Linked DNA regions of Mus musculus: all the other regions are linked to region 6. The links are chromatin contacts, called in public Hi-C and promoter capture Hi-C maps. All regions are on one chromosome and are shown on one strand. The core of a region is the stretch at or near the end of the contact, and the rest is flanking DNA. Distances in the headings are between cores, read along the strand shown.

Region 1 (2,700 bases), core at 147-2,646, 2.6 Mb after region 6:
TAAAAGTCTGACCATACCAAAAAAATTAACCCAATTACAGAGCAACGACAACTCGGATGTCACATTGGCGAAGTGGCACAGCGTTTGAGACGGGTTAGTAGTTCATGCTGCATTCAAGGCCAATCAGGACGCATGTCAACTGTGTGGTGTACGCAGCCACGAGACCCAGGAAGCAATACCAGATTTCTTTAGCCAGAATATGATGGTTAATATTGTTAATTTCACAGAACTTAGCATCATGTAGGTAAAACCCATGGATGCGTCTATGCGGGTGTTTCAAGGTTTAATTGAGGAGCGAAGACCCAACTAAAATATAAGCGGCGCCACCTCATTGCCTGGATTTCCCGACTAAATAAAGAAGAAGCGAACTAACATTTATCTATTTATGTTTCTGGTCTGTGGATGCAATCCAGTTGGCATGCTTCCCCCTGGGTTGTATCTCCTCAAACAGTAAGACAACATAAAACCCGCTTCCCTTATATTGCCTCTTGACAAGCCTTTGTTAAGTTTTCTCAATTCCCCAGTCTTCTGAGGTTTCCTGTACTTTCAAGAGAAAATGTTTCCTTTAGGGGAAAATAGATACACAGTACTATTGTACTTATTAGAGTCTGTGTAAATAGACAACCTATACAACACCTACACACATAACACACAGATACTGTCCATCACACACACAGACACACACACAGAGAGAAAGAGAGAGAGAGAGAGCGCTAACCTTAACCTAAAGGAGCTCATTACCTCGTTGATAATGCAAAATACAAGGGAAAGGAAGTACGCAGAACAACACATGTATATGCCTTAGATGAACTTCAGAAGGAAAAAAAAATTAAGATATGTTGGAATCAATCAAGCATTATGAAGCAGCCTAAGAAACAGCTGACGTTTTCTTGTGGCAGCAAGGAAGAGAGCTGGTAGTGACCGAGCTAAAAATAGAAATGAATCTGTGACTACAAAGTCGCTTGTTTTGTTGTTCTTCCTTGAACGTAAGTTAACATCTACTGAGAACATGATGAGGAGCGTTTGCTTGACATTTTCCTTAGCCACCTCACAAATCTCAAAGGGGAGGAGCCAGTAAGCTTGCCAAGCAATCTCTGGAGTTCGAAGCCAGCCAGTTCTACAGAGTGAGTCCCAAGAAAGTCGGGGCTACACAGAGAAACTCTTTCTCACAAAAACAAATCATGGAAGACTGAGGATGTAGTTCAGTGGTAGAACGCTTGCTTGGGCTTGATCGCCATTGCCACATCCCCAACTGTTTCCGCTACACACTCAATAGATCTCTCTTTGACAGCTAGAAAGGGCCGTCGGAGGCCCCGCCCCGGAACTGCTGGTACCCGGCCCGCTCGTTTCCTTCCCAGTGTCTCACAGCTTAAGCACAACAAATCGGACTGCAGTCAAGAGCGCAACTGGCGGAAGTGACGGCATCAGATGTGCGTCAGGCGTTCGGTGGATCGAGTCCGGTAGCGGTGGCGGGTATCTGCTGGCGGTTTGGCTAGGTTTCTGCGGTCGCGTCATTTTCTCCGCAGTGCCCAGGTAACGGTCCTTTCATCCTTTTCTCTGCTTGGAGGCCTTAATAAAGGCGACTTCTGCAGCGGGTCCCCGGAGTTTGCCGGAGGAGACGCGAGTGGGCGCGCGGCCGGGCTGGGAACGGTCCTCCGCGCGCGCTGCGGCGGCTCCGCGAGTAACCAGTCTCTGGACCATCGCCTCGGCGGGGTCCTGAAACCCAGTACCAAGGGTGAGCGTCTCCGAGGGGCTGGCACCGGACAGCCCCGCGCACCGCACGTCTCAGCCGCTTCCCCCGGTGGGAGAGTTTTACCCAGGCCTGCAGCCGCCCGTTTTGTCCCCAGTAAGAATAATTCTGTTAGGAAGCGGTTCTCGAGACTCAGCATCTCGCCAGAAGCCTGAGAGTCAAGCTAATCGAGATTAACATAAAAACGCATGCTGCTTTATTTACACACTGTCGGTCTTTAGCCTCAAGTTAAGGTGGTTTTCCAAAACTCCGGGTAGGCTTCTCTGGAAAAAGATGCCGGACCGGTTAGGCAGACGCTTGAAGACTGTGCGGAATCGGTTTCCCAAATACTCAGTTTGATGGCTCAGTTTCCAAAAGATGAAAACCCAGAAAACAGCCTAAAAATAAGTTTGTGCAGCGATTATTGCGATTTTAAGATTGCAGACGAGAAAAGGTGGTTTATATCGTCTGCAGGTGTGAAATGACTTCTGCGAAGCGTACAACAAATTCCCCAGTCTATATAATCAAGCGTTCAGTAAACTTCGTTTGCAGAAAGAGATCTGGATAAATAACTGGTTATACTTTGGACATGAAATCCAACTTTTTTTTTTTTCCTCAACCAAAGCAGTGATTGAAATTGAATTTTCAGTCTTCAATTTTCTCAGATTTATCTGCTCTTTGACACAGGAGATACTCAAACTGCACCTTAAAATCCTTAACTGTTTCCATTGCCTGTGTAATGACATCTTACATTCTGAATTATGCAACCCCACCTACAGCTGCTTTGTCATCTTTTGTAGTGACTTTACATACTGAGCCTGTCACACACTGCATGCTCTTCCAAGGCTTTGTCCCCCCCTTTCCCTTCTGTGATTTGTGCTGCACCTAGAGTGCTGATTTGTGTTGTTTTGTTCCTTTTGCTCCTTTTGCTAGACCTGTGTTACATTGCCCCTGCTTTGTGCGAGTTCCGG
Region 2 (2,700 bases), core at 91-2,590, 2.5 Mb after region 6:
TGCCCCTGAAGGTTCCTCAGCCTGTTGTCAGGGCAACTGTAATGATTACTGCTCTATTCTAGCTACCAATGTCCAGAGAAGACTTCACGGCAACTGTAGATGCCACAGAGACTTTGTTTCAGTCAGGGGAACCATTACAATCAACCACCACCCAGCAGTTTCATGGCCTTGGGAAACTGACCATGACACCTTGAGATGGCTCTTAGATCACCCTACTCAGTGACCCCAGCCCAATGGCAGTATACAGGAGAAAGTTTTTTGTTGTGGTTGTTTGCTTTGCTTTGTTTTTCTGCAAGTTGCCCCTGTGCTGCCAATAAAATTTACTCCAAGTGGTACTGATGCCTCCTTGTAGTCTTGATCCCGGGTAGGGTAGCTTGCGTCGGTTGCATAAAGAACAGGTACAGCACCCAACAGAAACCAATAGAGGGCTGTTGTAGAGGCCATGGAGTGCTAAGACTGTGAAGGACTACGGGAGTGTTGGGAAAGTATAGCATAGAGGAGAACAGAAACTGCAAAAGATAAAACACTACTGAATGCAAGCGCCAGCTGCTCTAAAGAGTCCCAGAAAGTCACCGAGTTGCTACCTCTGGCAGCTGAGGACGCATCCTGGAGCTGTAAAGCTAAAGGCAGAGAACCCCTCTACCATAAGGCTAGCACAAGCTGTGACTCAACAGCTAAAACTGTAATCTTGAGATCCAAATGTTTCCAGCACCCCAAGTTGGGGGCTACCGACACAAAGGATGCTTTAGCTTATTGGAGATTTCCATCCAAAATACTAGACAGCCTGAATGTAGCCCACAAGGATGGCCACTTCACCCAATAAAATGACCAGCATTATTGCCTATGACAACTCTGTAAGTGGACTCTCGGCCCTTGATGCTCCTTGTCCAAGCTGTGCCGCCTTTCAGTACTGGTACTCCTAAGGGGATTCAAGACCAAACCAGGATCCTCGCAGCTTCCCATACTCTGCGTGGTTGCAAGCTGTGGTCTGTGGCATTTAAAAGGGTTTCCAGTGACTATCCGCTGCAGCCTGTGTGCGTGCATTACCGGAGCAAGGCACCCAGTGCTAGTGCAGGCTGCCACTCAGCCTGAAGACTTAGCCTATGGGACAAACACACTTTTCCCAGTCCGGCTATCCAGCGGCGTGCAGGCGTCCTAGGCTATTCCCCGGTTGCTAGGCAACGGGTTAAAGCTTCCTTCTTCCTGGGTGCCACCCACTTCGCCTCCCGCTCTAGCGCTTGCGTACTACATCCCTTTCGTCTCTTCGTCCTTTACTTCCAGTTATATAAGCACAAGCTTCACTTTGTCTAACCAGACACTTCTCCGGGCGGAAGTTCAATAACGGAAGCGGAAGTGAGCACGCCGTAGACTGTGGGTCTGAAATCTGGTTGACGCAGTCTGCGGCCACTGCTGAGCTTTGGGTAGGCCAGGCTGGGGAATCGGCCCTGGATCTCTGCTGTCGCATCTCCCTACCCCAGACTCCTTCCAGCATCAAGTCCACTATCCTCGCCGTGGCCACGCCCCTCCGCATCCTGGCTTCTCTGCGTCCTGGCTGTTCCTCCCTGGGTGGAGGGGAGAGGCAGCCATCCACTTGCAGGTGGAGCGGGGTGGAGACTCTTCCTGAGCCCAGCTGCAGGACACTGAGGACCAGCGAGGTAGACTCTCAGACTCTGGTAGCGGCTGGGGAGGGAAGAACTGGTAACTGGAAACCAGGTTGGGAGGTTGTAGGACCTTAAGTGATGGAGAGGCGAAGGGGCTGGGCCTCAGCTGTGTTGAGTTCCTCTGGGGAGGGGACCATCCGTTTGATTTCGGCCTACATATGCTCTCAGATCTTTCCACCTTAGGGACTTGCTGTTACCCACGTCCAATGTCTCTCATCATTTTCCCTATCTCCCATCCATTAGAGGATAGCTCCTGACCTCGACTGACATTAGGTTAGTGTACGAACGCCTGGCTACTTTTTTCTTTACCTGTTTTTGAAAGGCACCAGCAACTGATGCGTTATTTCTCTTGCCCCCACCTTGACTATAGCACCTCCCAGTTTAAAAAAAATATCTGTTCAGCCAGTCTTCCAGACGTTTATATCTGTGAACACCTTTGGCCCCCCCCAAAAAACTTACGTGGAGAGCATTTGAAATCATTTATTTTCCACACTCAAAGACTCTACTCTTATCTCTGAACTGGAGTCTGGATATATTTATGGAACTGATAATGAAAAGTTCACGAATCCAAGCTTTGGCTTCGGAGTCCTTGATTTCAGTGTACTGTGAATACAACACCCCTCTGTTCATAATTATAGAGCCTTTACAACTTGCTATTTATCTTATGTTGCTGCTTTGCAAGTGTTCTTGTCCCAGTTTTCCCCTCCCCATTTCCACCATCTTCAAGGTGTGCTTGGTATTTGAAAGAAAGGCCTGGTCATTGGGTAGAGCATTGTAACTTCTGTGTTGCAGATACTAAACTAATTTCATTTACTTTCTGAGTTGACTCCACCTTGGTAAGAAGGATGCATTCCACATAATGCTATCAATTGTTGCTACAGAACTTAATACCAAGTATAAATAGTTTTAATTTTATTGTTAGGCATTATTTCTCTCCATCGCTCTCTCTGGCTATAATGGGAGTCTATAAACTGTGAATTGGTTCTTGATCTCACTTAATACATCCATCTGCCCCTGGTTTTATTCATTTATTTTTTCC
Region 3 (2,700 bases), core at 108-2,607, 2.6 Mb after region 6:
TTAACTACTCTTAATAATACTACCTGTTAATAAAGCTGGTTGTACTAACCAGTACCCCAGAGCTCGTGTCTCTAGCTGCATATGTAGCAGAAGATGGCCTAGTCGGCCATTACTGGGAAGAGAGGCCCCTTGGTCTTGCAAACTTTATATGCCCCAGTACAGGGGAACACCAGGGCCAAGAATCAGGAGTGGGTGGGTAAGGGAGCAGGGCTGGGGGGGGGGGGGGGGGTATAGGGAACTTTCGGGATAGCATTTGAAATGTATATAAAGAAAATATCTAATAAAAAAATAAAGCTGGTTGTGTTTTAGATTAGCGAAGTGTTCATGTTACCAGTTCCTAAAACTTTTAAAGTATGTTTTCTAATTTCAAGTTTAACCAGAAACTGGAGTACCTCAGTTGACAGAGACGGTAAGGCTAAGTTGTCTTACCTGACTGTGTACAAGCCTGCTTGTGTCCCAGCCGCCAGTCTAATGTCTGATGCTCCTTGCTGCAGTAATGTGCCTGTTTGCACCTAGAGCATGTCATAGGGGCCAAGCAACCACAAACCCGACAGAGATGGGCTCCAGACTTGAGCTGGAGGCACACACATTCCGTACCCAAAGCTTCTGTTTCAGAAGGGGGCTCATAGGAGTAGAATGCGTTGTTCCTTGGTAGCTGATTACGAAAAACTGAAATGAAGAGGAGAAAGGGGTACGTGAGATTATCTTTCCGTGAAACAAAATAATTGAAACATTTGAACCGTTTTCGGTGCTTCACCTCATAAAACCTCATTTAAGGAAAACCTAAGGTTTTTGCTTTCGGGGTGGGGGGGCGGTTTTTATATGAAAGGGAATAAAAATAAAAGCTAAAGAGCTTTTAAACCCGGGAAGAGTTCCGTCTGACAAGAGAAATTGGCTTTAAGGAGTCCGTGCCCAGGATGAAAGGGACACGATTCTAAGACAATTCCGGTACCTGAATACAACCACTCGCGCCAACCGATCGTCCTACGTCCAGGGTTCAGCCCCCGTGGCAACCCTCGCCCGGGTCCTGTCCCGGCGGCCGCTCACCTCGCAGGCCGGCGCAGCACGGCGGCTCGCGACAGCAGAAGAGAAAGAGGCTGCGGTGGAAGGCGTCGTCCCGGCCCGGCAGCGGTGCGTACACCTGCAGCAGGAAGGCGAGCGGGCGGCCGCAGCGCGCACACGCCAGCGCCCCGGGCCCCGGCAGCTCCGCCAAGCCCAACCACGCGGGCCGCCCGCCCACTTTGCTGGGAAACTGCTCGCTGCGCAGCCTCCAGGCCGGTGCCTCCTCGGCGAAGCCCAACTCCACAGGACCAGGGGCGGCTGCAGCCATGCTCGCAGCAGGACTCTGCCACCAGGCCGGAAGAGGGCGGTCACGTGTTAGGCCGGAAGGCGGGAGGCGGGGTCAGATCTCGAGCTGGGACCGGACTGGAGGTAACCCTATAGGCAGGAAGCAAAAGTGAATAAAGGACGCTGGTGAGCAAGACTACCTCCATCGAACTGTCACTGTTTCTGGGGATCCGAAGGCCGGAAGCTCTTCAGACCTCTGAGATTAGGGTGTCGGTTGTAGATCCTCAGGTTGGAGTGAGGGAAGTGGGGGCATTCTCAGCACTCGGGGACAAAAGACAAACTTTAATTAGTTCGCAGCTGTAGCCTTTCGCTATTGGGTAAGAGACTCAGCCCGGATCAGAAACATTTCATGGTTTATGCCGTTAGATATTGTCATAATCTTTGTGATTATCTTAGAGTGGTCTTTTAAAATCTCTGCTTCAAAAGAGGTTTTTCCCGGAGCTGAGCAAGTTTTACAGAAGCTGAATTTTCAGATTTTTATTATGACAGTTTCTCTAGCAAATGGAACTTGCTAAGTGGATATTGGTGGTGGTCACTTCTTAAGGGAGAACAAATGCGTGCTTCCTTTGGAAGAGAAAGGGGCAAGTAGGCTTCCCAAAGCAGAAGTTAGCAGTTTAGGTTATTCTGTTATCTCAGAACAGAGAGTTTCTTATTCTCTTATCTTAGTTTTATGAAACTGAATACATCCTAAGTAATGTCGCCAATCATAATTAATGTTGAAGTTTGCTATTTTTATCTTCTCTTTCAAAGGGAGGCTCTGTTCTCCTGTGGAAGAATTGAGGTTGGGGGCGAACCCACACAGACCCTTGAAACCTGTCCTCATGCAGTTAAAGGATGTTCAAAACTGGGGTGGAGGAGAAAGATGACCGGATACAGTTGAGGAGGAGCACTCGAAACAAACGTAAATCATAGCGCTCTGCTTCACACAGTTGGGTGCTCCCATACTCGCTGCCCTGTGTGTTGGATTTAGACAGGAAGCAAGATGTAAAGACAAAACAACAGTGGGTTTTTTGGCTAGTGTAAACAAGAATTCCTGGAAAGGAGCTGTCTACAAAGTCTGGTTAACTAATAAAACTTTTTGACTTTGAAGAGTTTAGAATCTTTAGAAATGGTACTATTTCTCTTGGGTTGTCTTTAGCCCCTTAAAGATACCTTAGTGGCCGCTTTTGTGTCAGACCTAACACCTTGATAAACAGATAAAGACTATTGGACTGTATTAACAAAATGCTATTCTCCACCAATCAAAAGGCTAACAATGCTATCAGATGGTGTCTCAGGTCTGTACTGAGATTCCTCTGTAACTACTTAATGTTTCCACAAATGCATTCATTGTTAAAATACCTTGATTTCAAA
Region 4 (2,700 bases), core at 198-2,697, 2.1 Mb before region 6:
AATATACAATAGCAACATAGGAATCCAAGCTGGAAGTCTACAGGTAATCTACTTCATTTGTGTCCTCTAAGTGGTATGTATAAGATTTGCAATATATAAGTAGAAATATAGTGGGACAACGAAGAACACTATTAAGCTAATATATTGAATTGCTGTATAATAAGATCCTCTCAGGGTGTAAATTGTACAAAATTGAAAACTACATTTAGTATTAAATCTCTCACACTCCTAAACAGGTGCCCACTCAGTAGACAAACATGGTTTAGCATACCAAATCATATGGTATTTAATAAACAAGAAGATTGAAAAGCAGTATTAGGCATATAGCTAAACCGTTTGTGTGCCTTTGAATATTTTCCCCTATTCGTGTTAAGAATATTTTATTTGTATTATCACAACTCATAAAAATGAAATAGGGCTTGTATTATTAGAGACACTTGAAATAGAGCTTATATTGTTTAAAATGTATTTAAAAGGCCTATCAGGAACCAGTCTTCACATAAGTAATTTTTGAATACTTTAACAGGTTAATACCTTTTTTTTTGTCAGAATGTTGCTGAGTAAATGCTAAGGCATTCTAAAATGTCCCAGATGAGATAAATTAGTATATATTACTGATGAGTTTATGTGTCTCATACTGGTTCGTGTTAAATTTTGAAAGCCTATGACTTCTAAGAGCATTCACTCCAGAAGGTCTTGTACTGAGTGGACTAAGTTTACAATAAAGATAAGGATTTTTTTCCCCCTTACCAGTGAAACAGCTTAAGTGTAATTTGGGGTAGTGGAGAAAGCACACTTGCTCAAGAAGGTGCTTATACGCTAACTCAGTACATCGCCTGCCCCAAAGGTTCTTTAACCACCTAGCCTACATCTCTGCACACTGTCGGGCAGAGTCTGCTACTGACCGAGTCATTGCCAGTTCTGGTAAACAGTACCAGGACCCAGGGCTTGTCATCCTCTACAACCACATGTCCCCTGATTCGGAGCAAGTGCGTTCAATCGAGGAAGATCACTTACGACTGAGTTTTTCATCATGGCTTTGACTGTGAAGCCCTCAGAAACCAGGGAACGAGGCTGGTGCACCTGGAACGTCTGTTGTGGCAGCAGTTTAGTCCTCTTCGGCATCTTGTCTGGGCATTTGTTTAAGGTCAGGGTCTCTTTTTCTACCACATTCTTCCTAGAAAACGTCTTGTTCTTATCAGAGGTGTGGAAGAAAAACCAGTGGCTTTTACAGAAGTGAGCAGGGGGTCGGGAAAACACTCTAAAAGGCTCTAGTGGTAGAAATTCAACCCCTCGTGCTGCCCAGGGAGATCCAGATGTTTGGCAGCACCAAGGTGGAGGGAGTTTAGGGGAGGAGAGGGGCGGGAAGAGGGCTGGGATCCGAGGCTAGAGTCTCTAAGAGCTTCCAAAGGTGTAAGCCTCCCGGTTGCTAAGCGATTAGTCAACATTAGGAGACGCTAGTCCCGCCCCTCCGTGACGAGCGTTTCCGGAAAAGGTTACCAGCGAAGACAGTTGCAGCTGCCGGAGGCGAATCTTACGGGTTAAAACTACGCCTCCCAGCAGGCTTCGCGCTAGGGGCGGGTGGTTGCGCGTGCGCACTGCGCCCGCCTGGCTCGCGAGGGGAAGGGGGAGGAGGCCTGGATGACTAAACCTGACAGAAACGCTGGTGGGAGGCTCGGGCGGGCGCCAGTGCCCGCGTAGGTCCTTCTCGACCCGCAGCCACCACCCGCCCGGTGACCATGATAGGTACGTGGGTGCCTGCCAGGTACAATCTCTCCGCGCCGCCCCGCGTCCGTGTGTGGCACCACGTCACACCCCACGGGTCCGAGTGGGATCCTCGGGGGCCGACCCGAGCCACCTGTCAGTGTCACGGCGGAGGCGTGCGTGCCGCGCTCCGTCCGCTCTGTGGGCTTCCTCGGCCCGCCCCCCCCCCCCCCCCCGCCCATAGCCTGGTCCGGTGTGTGCTAGAGCATTAGGTATGAGTTTCCAACCTGCCTTAGCCAAGGTTAGCTCGCTGAAGACTGTATCCCCACGGACACCCGCGTGCTCCACTGCGACCCCCGACGGCGGGGCTCGCCCTGCCGCTCCACGGGGTGACCAGCCCAGGTCTGTTTCGGTCAAGCTGTCCTTCACTTCAGGGCGAGTTCACACACCCTAGGACTTAAAGAAAATCTCAGGAAAGCATCTGCCTCGTGGAGATCGCACCTCAGTTCTGTCTTTTTAAATGTGTCCTCGGAGATCTGAGACGAAAGACTAGCCGAGTAGATAACTGCAAAGATGGCTTTTTCCCCCACTACAGTTTGTGACTGGGTGCAGTTTGACCAGTGCAGCTTTGGAAGTGGCCACTAGGGTTGTTCTAAGCAGTGTGAAGTAGGCAGATTGGAAAGGACCTCCCTGACAGAGATGTTATATGTGAAGCCACGTTTTGGGTTCTCCTCCGGGATAAGTAGAAATAAATGCATAATTTAGCGCACATTCCCGTTTGGAGGTTTCGTTACTGTAGACTCGCCGCCCCCATCCAAGTGATGTTCTGAAGATGTAGTGAACTTGTTTGTGATATATGCCTGACAGGTATCGCACTAAGCACATCTGAAGTCGGTCTATTTGAGATGTGTCTAGAAGATGGATGAGAGGTGCATTTATGAAGTAAATGCGTTACACGGTGAAAGTAGCCGAGTCTGTTTTAACTCATAAAAGTAA
Region 5 (2,700 bases), core at 136-2,635, 2.6 Mb before region 6:
GGAGCCTAGCCGCCGCGCCGTCGGGAGCCGGCCGCAGCCCCGCAGCCCCGCGCGCTCCCGGGTCCGCCCTCGGGCCTGGCCCGGCCCCGGCCGGGCCGCGAGCCGCCCGCGCCGCCTTTGTGCGCCCGCCCGCCCGCCCGCCTGACCTTCCCGCCGCCCCGCCATCCCGGGCCGCCGCGCCGGGGCCGGGCGCCTCACCTTCGTCCAGCAGCCGCTCGAGGTGGTTGAAGATCCCGCAGAAGTTGGGCAGGCTGCTCATGAGCTTCTTGTCGTTCATCAGCTGCATCAAATAATCTGGGGTGGGCTTCGGCTTCTCCTTCGTTTCCATTTCCCCGACCATATTCCAGGCTCCGCAGCTCACTCCGCCCGCCGCCGCCGCCGCCGGAGGAGAGGAGGGAGGGGCGGGGGCGAGCTCCGGCCGCCGGCCGCTCGGGACGCGGCGTCCCGCTCCGCGCCGGCTCCCGCTCCGGCTCCCGCGCCGAGCCCCGGGGCGGCCGGCTCCGCGCGCCCGCCCGCCCCCCGCAGGCACTTTCGCCCGGCCCGACGCGCCGCGGCCGCCGCTCCTCGGCCGCCCGGCGCGGCTCCCCTCGCGAGGCCGGCGGCAGAGGCGGGTCTCGGGCCGAGCGCGGCGCGGGGCCGCTGCGCCGCGAGGAGCCGGGGGGCCGCTCGTCGGCCGGTCGCGCCGCCTGCGCCGGAGCTCGCGAGTCTGCGGTGCTGTCCGCCGCGGCGCTCCGCGTTACCGCCGCCGCCGCCGCCGCCGCGCTCCGACTGCGCTCCTCCTCTTCCTCCGCGGCTCTCCTCCTCCTCACTCACTTGGCGGCGGAGTTCGCCTCAGTTCAGGCGGCGCCGCCGCCCCTGGCCGCTCGGGCGGGACGGCCGGCGCAGGGCCGGGCCGCGGCGGGGAGGACGCGCGCCGGTGGCCGCCCGCGCGGGGCCGGGGTCGCGGCTGAGGGGGACGCGGGCGGCGGCGCTGGCTCGTCGGCGCGCTGTTGCTGAGGCGGCGGGCGCGGTCGGGTGCGGCGGCTGAGAGGAATCCCGGCGGGACTCTCCGCGACGCGCTGCGCTCGCCGCCGCCCGGGCCTCGCGTCCGCGCGCGTTACTATAGTTTGGGTTTTTTTTTTTTTTCTTAAACCTCTTCGTCCACCTTCCTCGCTACCCCCTCAAAAAAAAAAAAATTTTTTTTTTTTAAACGTCCTGTTGCTTCACTGGGGACTCTCGGGTGGGCGTCACGTGTCCAGACACGTAGCCGAGAGGCTGAGAGCGCGTGCGCGCGTCGAGGACTGTGACCACGCCCCTTCCGAGGGTCGCTCCGCCCCACCTGGCGGAGAGCGCGCCGTGGGGGCGGGGGGTGGGGGGGAAGCGGGCCTGGAGCGCGCCTGCGTGGGGGTGGAGCGGGACGAAGATGGCCTGCGGACGGAGGAGCGGGACCGAACCGTTCTGGCGCGGCGCCCACCTCGCGGGGCGGGAAACCCGGCCGTCGGATCGCTTGGGGTGCGAGGTGGCGGCGGACTGAGTTGGCGTGGGCGCCCACACCGCAAGTGTCTCCGGCGGTAGGGACTCCAGTGAGGTTTCCCCTGGAGCCAGCGCCACGCGTGACGGGCCTCGCGTTGCCGTGGGCTGCGAGGCGGCCCCGGACCGTGGGCGGAGACGGCACACGCGTGCGCACCCACGGGCGTGCGGGCGGGCTCTGTTCCATGCGGCGTGACGCGCGGTTCCGTTAATCCTCACCGCAGGTTCCAGTCCCTGGTGGCGGAGGCGCTGGCTCCTCAGCGGTGCGGCCCCCGCACAAGGGAGCCTGTGTGAGGAGTACATATTCGGGGAAAAAACGAAGTGGCCAACGCCTATTTTTACCTACTTGACAAAAATAAATAAATAAATGACAGGCAGAGGGCCAGGACAGGGGCTTTCTATGGCGTGTAGAGGAAGTTCTGCCGGTTACATTTGTTTCGGAAACAATGTTCCGAATTGCAGCAATGAAGTCCTGCGATTTATAGAAGCTGTCGGTCATTAAATCTGCATCATCCCTGTTTTGTTGCAAGTTCTCTATAACATGCTCCATTAAAATGTAGACAAGATTGTCAAATTAACCATTTTGAGAGTTGGCCCTGGCTATAATTTTCTGGGAATCATCTCACTGTATTTTAAATGTGTACGTAAGCAGGCTAGTTGGATTGCTTTTTTTGTTGTTGTTGTTTTAAACTTTGATTTACGCGATTTCTAAAGAGCATTTTCGAAGTTTGTGTGGTACCAACGGTATTTAAAGCAATTTTACTCTTTTCCTGGCCAGTAGCTTCTGATTATTTTATTTAAAGACTACAGTTTGGGTTGGTTTGGGTTTTGGTTTTCTAGTTGTCCATTAAACTACGTTTTTTAGAGCAAATGATGAACAAAGTTAACATGTAATTGAAATAATTTTAATTTTCCAACAATGGCTATAGTAGTTCTTAGTACTATAGATAATCCCTTAATTATCTCTAAACAATAAATTAGTGAAAGCATGGAATAATTTGATCAAAAAGCTGTTACTACATTTTCTAAATCTTTCTTCAGAATCTAGAAAAAAACGAGGTTTCTTTCTTGTATATTATTAAAAAATATTTTGTCACTGAATTATTATACATTGTCTGTGTTTGTGCAAGAGAAGTCCCCTTTGTAAGTTGGTCACACTTATAGGCCCTTTGGTAACTGCTCTCCCTCTAT
Region 6 (2,700 bases), core at 105-2,604:
CCATGTGTATGATTATTTTTGGGAATGTATCGCTGTGTGCCAAGGTCAGAAGAGGGTGTCAGATCCCTGGGAACTGGAATTACAGACCATTGTAAGCTGCCTGGGTCCTCAGTGAACTCAGTAAGTGCTTTAAATGAATACAAATTTTAAAATGTATTTCATAAAATGTTTCTATTAATGAACTTTTAACCTTTATTCCCCCCATTAAAAAATCATTAAGGCTCAAACTTTACCCTAATGTGCACGCTAATAACTAATTCTACTTAGCACTCTATTCTGTAACAGCTTACACACACACACCTTTACTTACTGAACAGGTAGGTACACAGGCCTGTCAGTTCCAGACACTCAATCCCAGCCTCCTAGCCTCCTTTGCTAGAATAGCCTTCATGGCAAATGATTTCGCGGCTTCCTGTCCTTTAGATCTCAGCTTTTTGACATGTCACCTTCAGAGAGGCCTCAGGACATAGCCGCTTATTCTCAAATTACCGTTTAAGTTTTCTTCAAGGCAACTAACTAGTTGCTTGCTCCAAGGTCGCTTTCTACCCACATGTCATCTTCCTGACACATCCCGAGGCTTACCTGGCAGGATCAGTCAGGGGATTGGTGAAATTGGTAAGGTGCTAAGCACAGCTTAGTCAGTCACAAGCCGACTTTAATTACCTGTGCCAGAACTCACGGTTAGGCCACACGGTAGCCCAGCCCCGTTCTTTCCGAGCTACCCCTAAGAGCTCCAGATTCCGAGGGTTCCGGTTGGTGAACTCCGGGGCCACCGCTTCGTTTTCCTTACTCTCCACGTCGGGCTGCACGGCCGGCACGGAACTGGTTGAGAGGGCTGCGAACCCACACTCTAGAAAATGAAAAAGATCACATGCATCTTTCACTTTCCCACATCAGGTACAAAATCGCATTTGCAAATGCACACGTACTGTGCACAGAGCGCAGGCAAGGAGGTGGGGCGAGATTAGTTACCCAGTTTCCTGCAAACTGACAGACATTTCCAGAACCGCGGCCGAAGCGCCATGGCTGACGGGACCTGGGCAAAGTCACACAGTGCCCTATCTTCCTTTGCTCAGGGTCGTCTCGGGGAACAACTAGTCGCAGCCATGTTAACTGTGGGTAAAGCTACAAGGGCCGGCAGTACCTCGGTGTCTCAAGGACCCGGAACTAACAAGCTCCCTGGTGCTGAGTGGCCGAGTGAGCGATCGGTATCCCTGGCTCACCAATCACCGCAGACGTTGAGGCGGAGGGCGGGACACGCTAGCCGTGGCCAAGAGCCTGACTTCCGTTTTCCACTTTCGCGCCTTTCTTCTACTGTCTCTAGTTGACCCAGCGTCCCGCAGCCCCCTACTTCCGGCGTTTTCAGTTTTTCGCCCCGCCCAGCCCTCGTCTGTCAATCCCTACCGCTTTCCCGGCAGACCTTGCGGTTGGTGGAGCGTGGAGAGCGCGCAGGGCGTGTTACCCAGCAGGCCCCGCGGCATCGCTCGGGCCTTTCCACGCCGTGGTCCCCGCCGTGGTGGCCGTTAAACGGTCTCAGAGCGGAGCTATCGGTTGTCTGCGGCCGTAGTGAGCTTTGCTTCGTTTCCTGAAGATGGAGGGTCCTTTGTCCGTGTTCGGGGACCGCAGCACTGGGGAGGCGGTCCGCTCCCAGAATGGTAAGGGCGAGAGAATGGTAAGGGTCCAGCTCGCGGCGGCGCAGGCCGAAGCCCAGCCGCAGTCCGTAGGCCGGGGCTGTCCGCCGGGCCCAGTGAAGTTCCTTCAGGAGAAGCCCAGCCATCCCGGATCCGCCCTCACTAGCGGCCGGCTCGGCGCCATTGCGCCCTACCGTGTAAGGGAAGAATGTTCGAGAATGCACACGGTTGGGGGAGGCGTTCAAGATGGGTGTGGGCGTCCGTGCCCCAATACCTAGTAGAGGAGCTCCAGATAGACTTCTCCGCCACTCCCCTCTGCTCCTTTGTTGGGTTCCAAGCCGGTTGGAGCACCTCTGACATAGCCAGAAAAGAGTAGCTTTCACCGGTTCCATTGGCCCTTGAGAAGATGCTCATAGAATCTAGGTGGCTTTTGCGTTGCTTCCCTTCCCTGGTCTGGTTCTTGGATGCCCAGAATCTGCAGGTGACAGCTGCTCCCCCAGTAAAACGTAACGGAATGCAAACTGAACGTTATTAAGCGATACTTTTAGCTGCCTTTATCGTGGTTAACTTTAATACGAGTAAGCACGTGGTTTGCTGTGGTTGAATTTGTTCTTGAAAGCATTCCCTTGCAGGAACCGTGTTCTGTGTTGTGCTTTTTTTTTTTTTTTAAACAACTCTCTTAGAAATTACTACTACTTTATCCTGGTGAACTATCTAATATTCTTACTAAACTTGCCAGAGTCTGAAGAGAAAGGCTGAACTTAAAGGGTTTTTTCCCCCCTAGTGTAGTAGTAAGGAATGAACTTAAGATTGCTTATAATTTGAGGCATTAAAATCTTTGCAATCGGTGATATACCAATACTAAATAGAAAAAAGAATAGTTAACCTTCACTGGTCCTTAAGTAAGTGATTCCCCCCCCCCCCCACACACACACACACACACACACACAGGGTTTCACTGTATAGCTGTGGCTGTCCTGGAAGCAACTTTGTAGACCAGGCTGGCCTCGAACTCAGAAATCTGCCTGCCTCTGCCTCCCGAGTGCTGGGATTAAAGGCGTGCGCCGCC
Region 7 (2,700 bases), core at 162-2,661, 2.8 Mb after region 6:
TTTCTCTTTCTTTCTTTCTTTCTTTCTTTCTTTCTTTCTTTCTTTCTTTCTTTCTTTCTTTCTTTTTTAGGTTTTTCGAGACAGGGTTTCTCTGTGTAGCCCTGGCTGTACTGGAACTCACTTTGTAGACCAGGCTGGCCTCGAACTCAGAAATCAGCCTGCCTCTGCCTCCCAAGTGCTTGGATCAAAGGTGTGCGCCACCACCGCCGGGCAAAGTTTAAATTTTCATTAGAAATTTCCCAAATAGCTTAAGAATCATTTGGAGATATTATGGCAGCCAAACTCATTTGACTTCGAAGGAGAGGTCTCTACAGAAAATGCAACTTCAAAAAGTAAGTTGAAAACTTTAAAAAGTTAGACCCACAAGGTGGGTACACCAGCAATTCCTTTACTACCACTCCGGAGGCTGAGGCAGGGAGATGGAGAAGTGGAAGACCAGCCTGGCTTTGTATACTGTCTTTAAAGAATCTTTTATTTGCAGGCCAGGTAATGAAATCAGAAAGAATTTTGATTTAAAAACAAGTAAGCAAACAAAGTTCCAAATCCTTGCAAAAACAGTCAGCCTTGTGGTGATGGCACACGCCTGCCTGTAATGCCTAAACTTCGAAGGATCACCCTGAGGCCACCCTGGGCTACATAATAAAACGCTCTTTCAAAACCAAAAAGCATAATAAAAACAAAATTGAAAACCGTACATAGATTGCTACATCACCACGCTTGAAGAGATTCTGCTTCGACATACTGAGGCCTGCGGATACAGTAATGACAGTAACTGTCAACTAAGCTGCAGCACCTTAGATCCAGTTACCAACGCCCCTCCAGTTCCGATTCCGCACGGCACCCTTCCACCCGCATTCCAGGGAGCGATCTAGGCAGGCACAGTTGTAAAAGTTCTTTTATGAACCAGGCATGGGCCACCCACACACGAATCAAGGAGCGTCCTGGGAGGTCAGCAGCTCGAACTCTATTTTCTCTCTTTCACTAAAGCCCCGCCCGGGAGGAGACTTAGTCGCTGGTCGCCCAGGCAAAGATCGCAGCGGGAGGCGACTAGGTTGCCCAATAGTTCTCTAGCTGCCCGGGTGACGCAGCAGCTCCGACCGGACTCCGGACACCCGGCGCGCGCGGCCGGCCCCCACCGCAGGCAGTCCTGGGCCCCCGCTCTGGATCCCTGCGCATCCGTGCCGTGACCAGAGCGCCCATCCCCGGGAGCCCCACGAACGCCAGGGGTAGCGCCGGTTACGAGTGCGAAGGCCGAGCCTGGGCTGGACTCGGTGGCTTTCCCCGAGGGGCGTGCACCACCTCGGCGCCCCGCCCCGCCCCGCCCCGCCCCCGCGCGTCGGCGGAAAGGCCGGGCGTGCGCGCCGCCGCCGCGCGCCGGGAAGGGGAGTGAACCGAGGCGGTGACGTCGCTCGGGAGGCGGAGGCGACAGCGACCTCGGCGGCGCCGCGCGGCGGAGACGGTTGCGCTCGATCGCGGTCTTGGCGTCATGGCGGCTGCCGGCGGCCGATAAGCGGCGGGGCGGGAGCGCGGACGGAGGAGGCGCCCTCGGTACTTCCCGCTCGGCCCGGGCGCCCGGAGATGAACTGATCGTCGGACCCGCTCCCCAGCTCCGCGCGTCTCCGCCCGCTGCCTCCCCTCCCCCTCTGCCGTCCGCGGCGCGGGTCCCGCGGCCTGGGCATCCAGGATCGCGGGCCCCCGCGCGGGGCATCCTCCGCCCGAGGCGCCGGCCCGCGCCACCCTTCGCCCTGTGCCCGCCGGTAAGGACGGGTCGGCGAGGCCGGGGAGGCCGGGAGCGGGCGAGGCCCGCGAGGCCCGGCGCGGCGCCGGGGGCGTGGGAGAGCGGCCCGGCGCATCCTCAGCGGCCTGGCGGCGCTGCCCGGCGCGCGGAGGGGACCAGCACGTGGGAGCGCGGGGCGGGTGGGGGGGAGGGGGCGGTGGCCGGGCGAGCCCGGGAGGGCGCGCGGCGGGGCTGCGGGAGCGGGAGGCGGGAAGGAGGCCGCGGCGCCCGGCTGCGGGGAGAAGGTGCAGCGGCCCCGCGCGGCGCCGCCCGGCAAACTTAGCCGGGAGCCCGGCAACTGCCAGGCGGGGAAGGAGGCTGCAGAGGGAGCCCTGGCCACTTCGGGGGCTCTTATTGTTGAGACGCGGGAGCGTCCGGAGTCCGGGCGCTCGGAGGAGAACTTAGGGCCGGACGGAGAAAGGAGGCGAGGCTGGAAAGGAAGTCCAGCGGACGGGGAAAGCCATCTTGAGGGGCGAGAGGAAGGTGAAAGGGAAAGCGCCTAGGCGAGTGAACTTTCTCAGCGCAGACTTTGCGGAGAGGAGGTGGAGGACTTCGGCCGGTTTCACCGGGGCTGGAATTAATAGTTAACGTTAGGAATTACTGTTGAGTGCTGTGGATCTTAGGTGACCTGTTCTCCCAGAGGTATGGAGACTGAGCTCTGCAGGTTGGAAATCCTGATCCAGGTGCAGAGTCGGCCCCCCGGGCGGAGGTGGCAGCAGCCTGTTTGGCCCCTCTGTTCTTTGGAGTGGAAATAATCAGTTAAGTCTCTGCTGGAGTCGGAGGACAACTCTGTTGCGTCCCGAGTGTGTCTTGGTGGTACTTTCTGGCTGGGGAAGGATCTGACGTCTCCTTCCCCCGCTTCTTCCTCTCCCTCCCCTGCCAGAGATCTCCTTTGTTTATTCGTGGTTGGCTTGTAGGTGACT

The links. Promoter capture Hi-C pulls out the DNA fragments that hold promoters and counts their contacts. Hi-C and Micro-C count contacts between places; a contact is called where the count stands out from the background. Capture Hi-C pulls out chosen DNA fragments and counts their contacts.
Region 1: a promoter capture Hi-C map of adipose tissue shows a contact between it and region 6, with 2.9 times the contacts expected there. The contact joins the promoter of Tbp here to the promoter of Tcp1 in region 6. A contact is called at or near these places in 14 of 39 promoter capture datasets (the C10 cell line, the HPC-7 cell line, HPC-7-derived erythroid cells and 9 more), 1 of 484 Hi-C or Micro-C datasets (erythroblasts), 2 of 115 datasets of contacts at active chromatin or transcription factors (astrocytes and large pre-B cells) and 2 of 9 other capture datasets (adipose tissue and liver).
Region 2: a promoter capture Hi-C map of hematopoietic stem and progenitor cells shows a contact between it and region 6. The contact joins the promoter of Fam120b here to the promoter of Tcp1 in region 6. A contact is called at or near these places in 5 of 39 promoter capture datasets (the C10 cell line, hematopoietic stem and progenitor cells, liver and 1 more), 1 of 484 Hi-C or Micro-C datasets (B cells), 1 of 115 datasets of contacts at active chromatin or transcription factors (large pre-B cells) and 2 of 9 other capture datasets (adipose tissue and liver).
Region 3: a contact with region 6 is called in a promoter capture Hi-C map of hippocampal neurons, with 9 times the contacts expected there. The contact joins the promoter of Pdcd2 here to the promoter of Tcp1 in region 6. A contact is called at or near these places in 7 of 39 promoter capture datasets (the C10 cell line, cranial neural crest, hematopoietic stem and progenitor cells and 4 more), 2 of 115 datasets of contacts at active chromatin or transcription factors (astrocytes and large pre-B cells) and 2 of 9 other capture datasets (adipose tissue and liver).
Region 4: a contact with region 6 is called in a promoter capture Hi-C map of adipose tissue, with 6 times the contacts expected there. The contact joins the promoter of Pacrg here to the promoter of Tcp1 in region 6. A contact is called at or near these places in 2 of 39 promoter capture datasets (liver and pre-B cells) and 2 of 9 other capture datasets (adipose tissue and liver).
Region 5: a Hi-C map of B cells shows a contact between it and region 6, with 6 read pairs. The contact joins the promoter of Cahm here to the promoter of Tcp1 in region 6. A contact is called at or near these places in 6 of 39 promoter capture datasets (the HPC-7 cell line, cranial neural crest, erythroid cells and 3 more), 1 of 484 Hi-C or Micro-C datasets (B cells), 1 of 115 datasets of contacts at active chromatin or transcription factors (large pre-B cells) and 2 of 9 other capture datasets (adipose tissue and liver).
Region 7: a promoter capture Hi-C map of liver shows a contact between it and region 6, with 5 times the contacts expected there. The contact joins the promoter of Chd1 here to the promoter of Tcp1 in region 6. A contact is called at or near these places in 1 of 115 datasets of contacts at active chromatin or transcription factors (pro-B cells) and 2 of 9 other capture datasets (adipose tissue and liver).

Annotation. Positions count from the first base shown.
Region 1 is chr17:15,498,492-15,501,191 of GRCm38.p6, forward strand. It overlaps Tbp (TATA box binding protein), which reads left to right and starts at 1,397. Exons shown (of 8, transcript NM_013684.3): 1 at 1,397-1,533.
Region 2 is chr17:15,394,906-15,397,605 of GRCm38.p6, forward strand. It overlaps Fam120b (family with sequence similarity 120, member B), which reads left to right and starts at 1,341. Exons shown (of 11, transcript NM_024203.3): 1 at 1,341-1,655.
Region 3 is chr17:15,525,944-15,528,643 of GRCm38.p6, forward strand. It overlaps Pdcd2 (programmed cell death 2), which reads right to left and starts at 1,358. Exons shown (of 6, transcript NM_008799.2): 1 at 1,048-1,358; 2 at 430-669. The coding sequence starts at 1,330.
Region 4 is chr17:10,838,744-10,841,443 of GRCm38.p6, forward strand. It overlaps Pacrg (PARK2 co-regulated), which reads right to left and starts at 1,448. Exons shown (of 5, transcript NM_027032.2): 1 at 1,018-1,448. The coding sequence starts at 1,125. It overlaps Prkn (parkin RBR E3 ubiquitin protein ligase), which reads left to right and starts at 1,616. Exons shown (of 12, transcript NM_016694.4): 1 at 1,616-1,746. The coding sequence starts at 1,740.
Region 5 is chr17:10,318,534-10,321,233 of GRCm38.p6, forward strand. Cahm (colon adenocarcinoma hypermethylated RNA) reads left to right here and starts at 1,386. Exons shown (of 1, transcript NR_037588.1): 1 at 1,386-2,608. Qk (quaking) reads right to left here and starts at 828. Exons shown (of 8, transcript NM_001159517.1): 1 at 199-828. The coding sequence starts at 340. Gm46608 reads right to left here. Exons shown (of 1, transcript XM_017317774.2): 1 at 1,118-2,700. The coding sequence starts at 1,812. The coding sequence ends at 1,186.
Region 6 is chr17:12,914,975-12,917,674 of GRCm38.p6, forward strand. It overlaps Tcp1 (t-complex protein 1), which reads left to right and starts at 1,355. Exons shown (of 12, transcript NM_013686.4): 1 at 1,355-1,655. The coding sequence starts at 1,592. Mrpl18 (mitochondrial ribosomal protein L18) reads right to left here and starts at 1,117. Exons shown (of 4, transcript NM_026310.3): 1 at 973-1,117; 2 at 664-850. The coding sequence starts at 1,024.
Region 7 is chr17:15,703,556-15,706,255 of GRCm38.p6, forward strand. It overlaps Chd1 (chromodomain helicase DNA binding protein 1), which reads left to right and starts at 1,412. Exons shown (of 36, transcript NM_007690.3): 1 at 1,412-1,757. It overlaps 5830433I10Rik (a long non-coding RNA gene), which reads right to left and starts at 1,822. Exons shown (of 2, transcript XR_001782213.2): 1 at 759-1,822.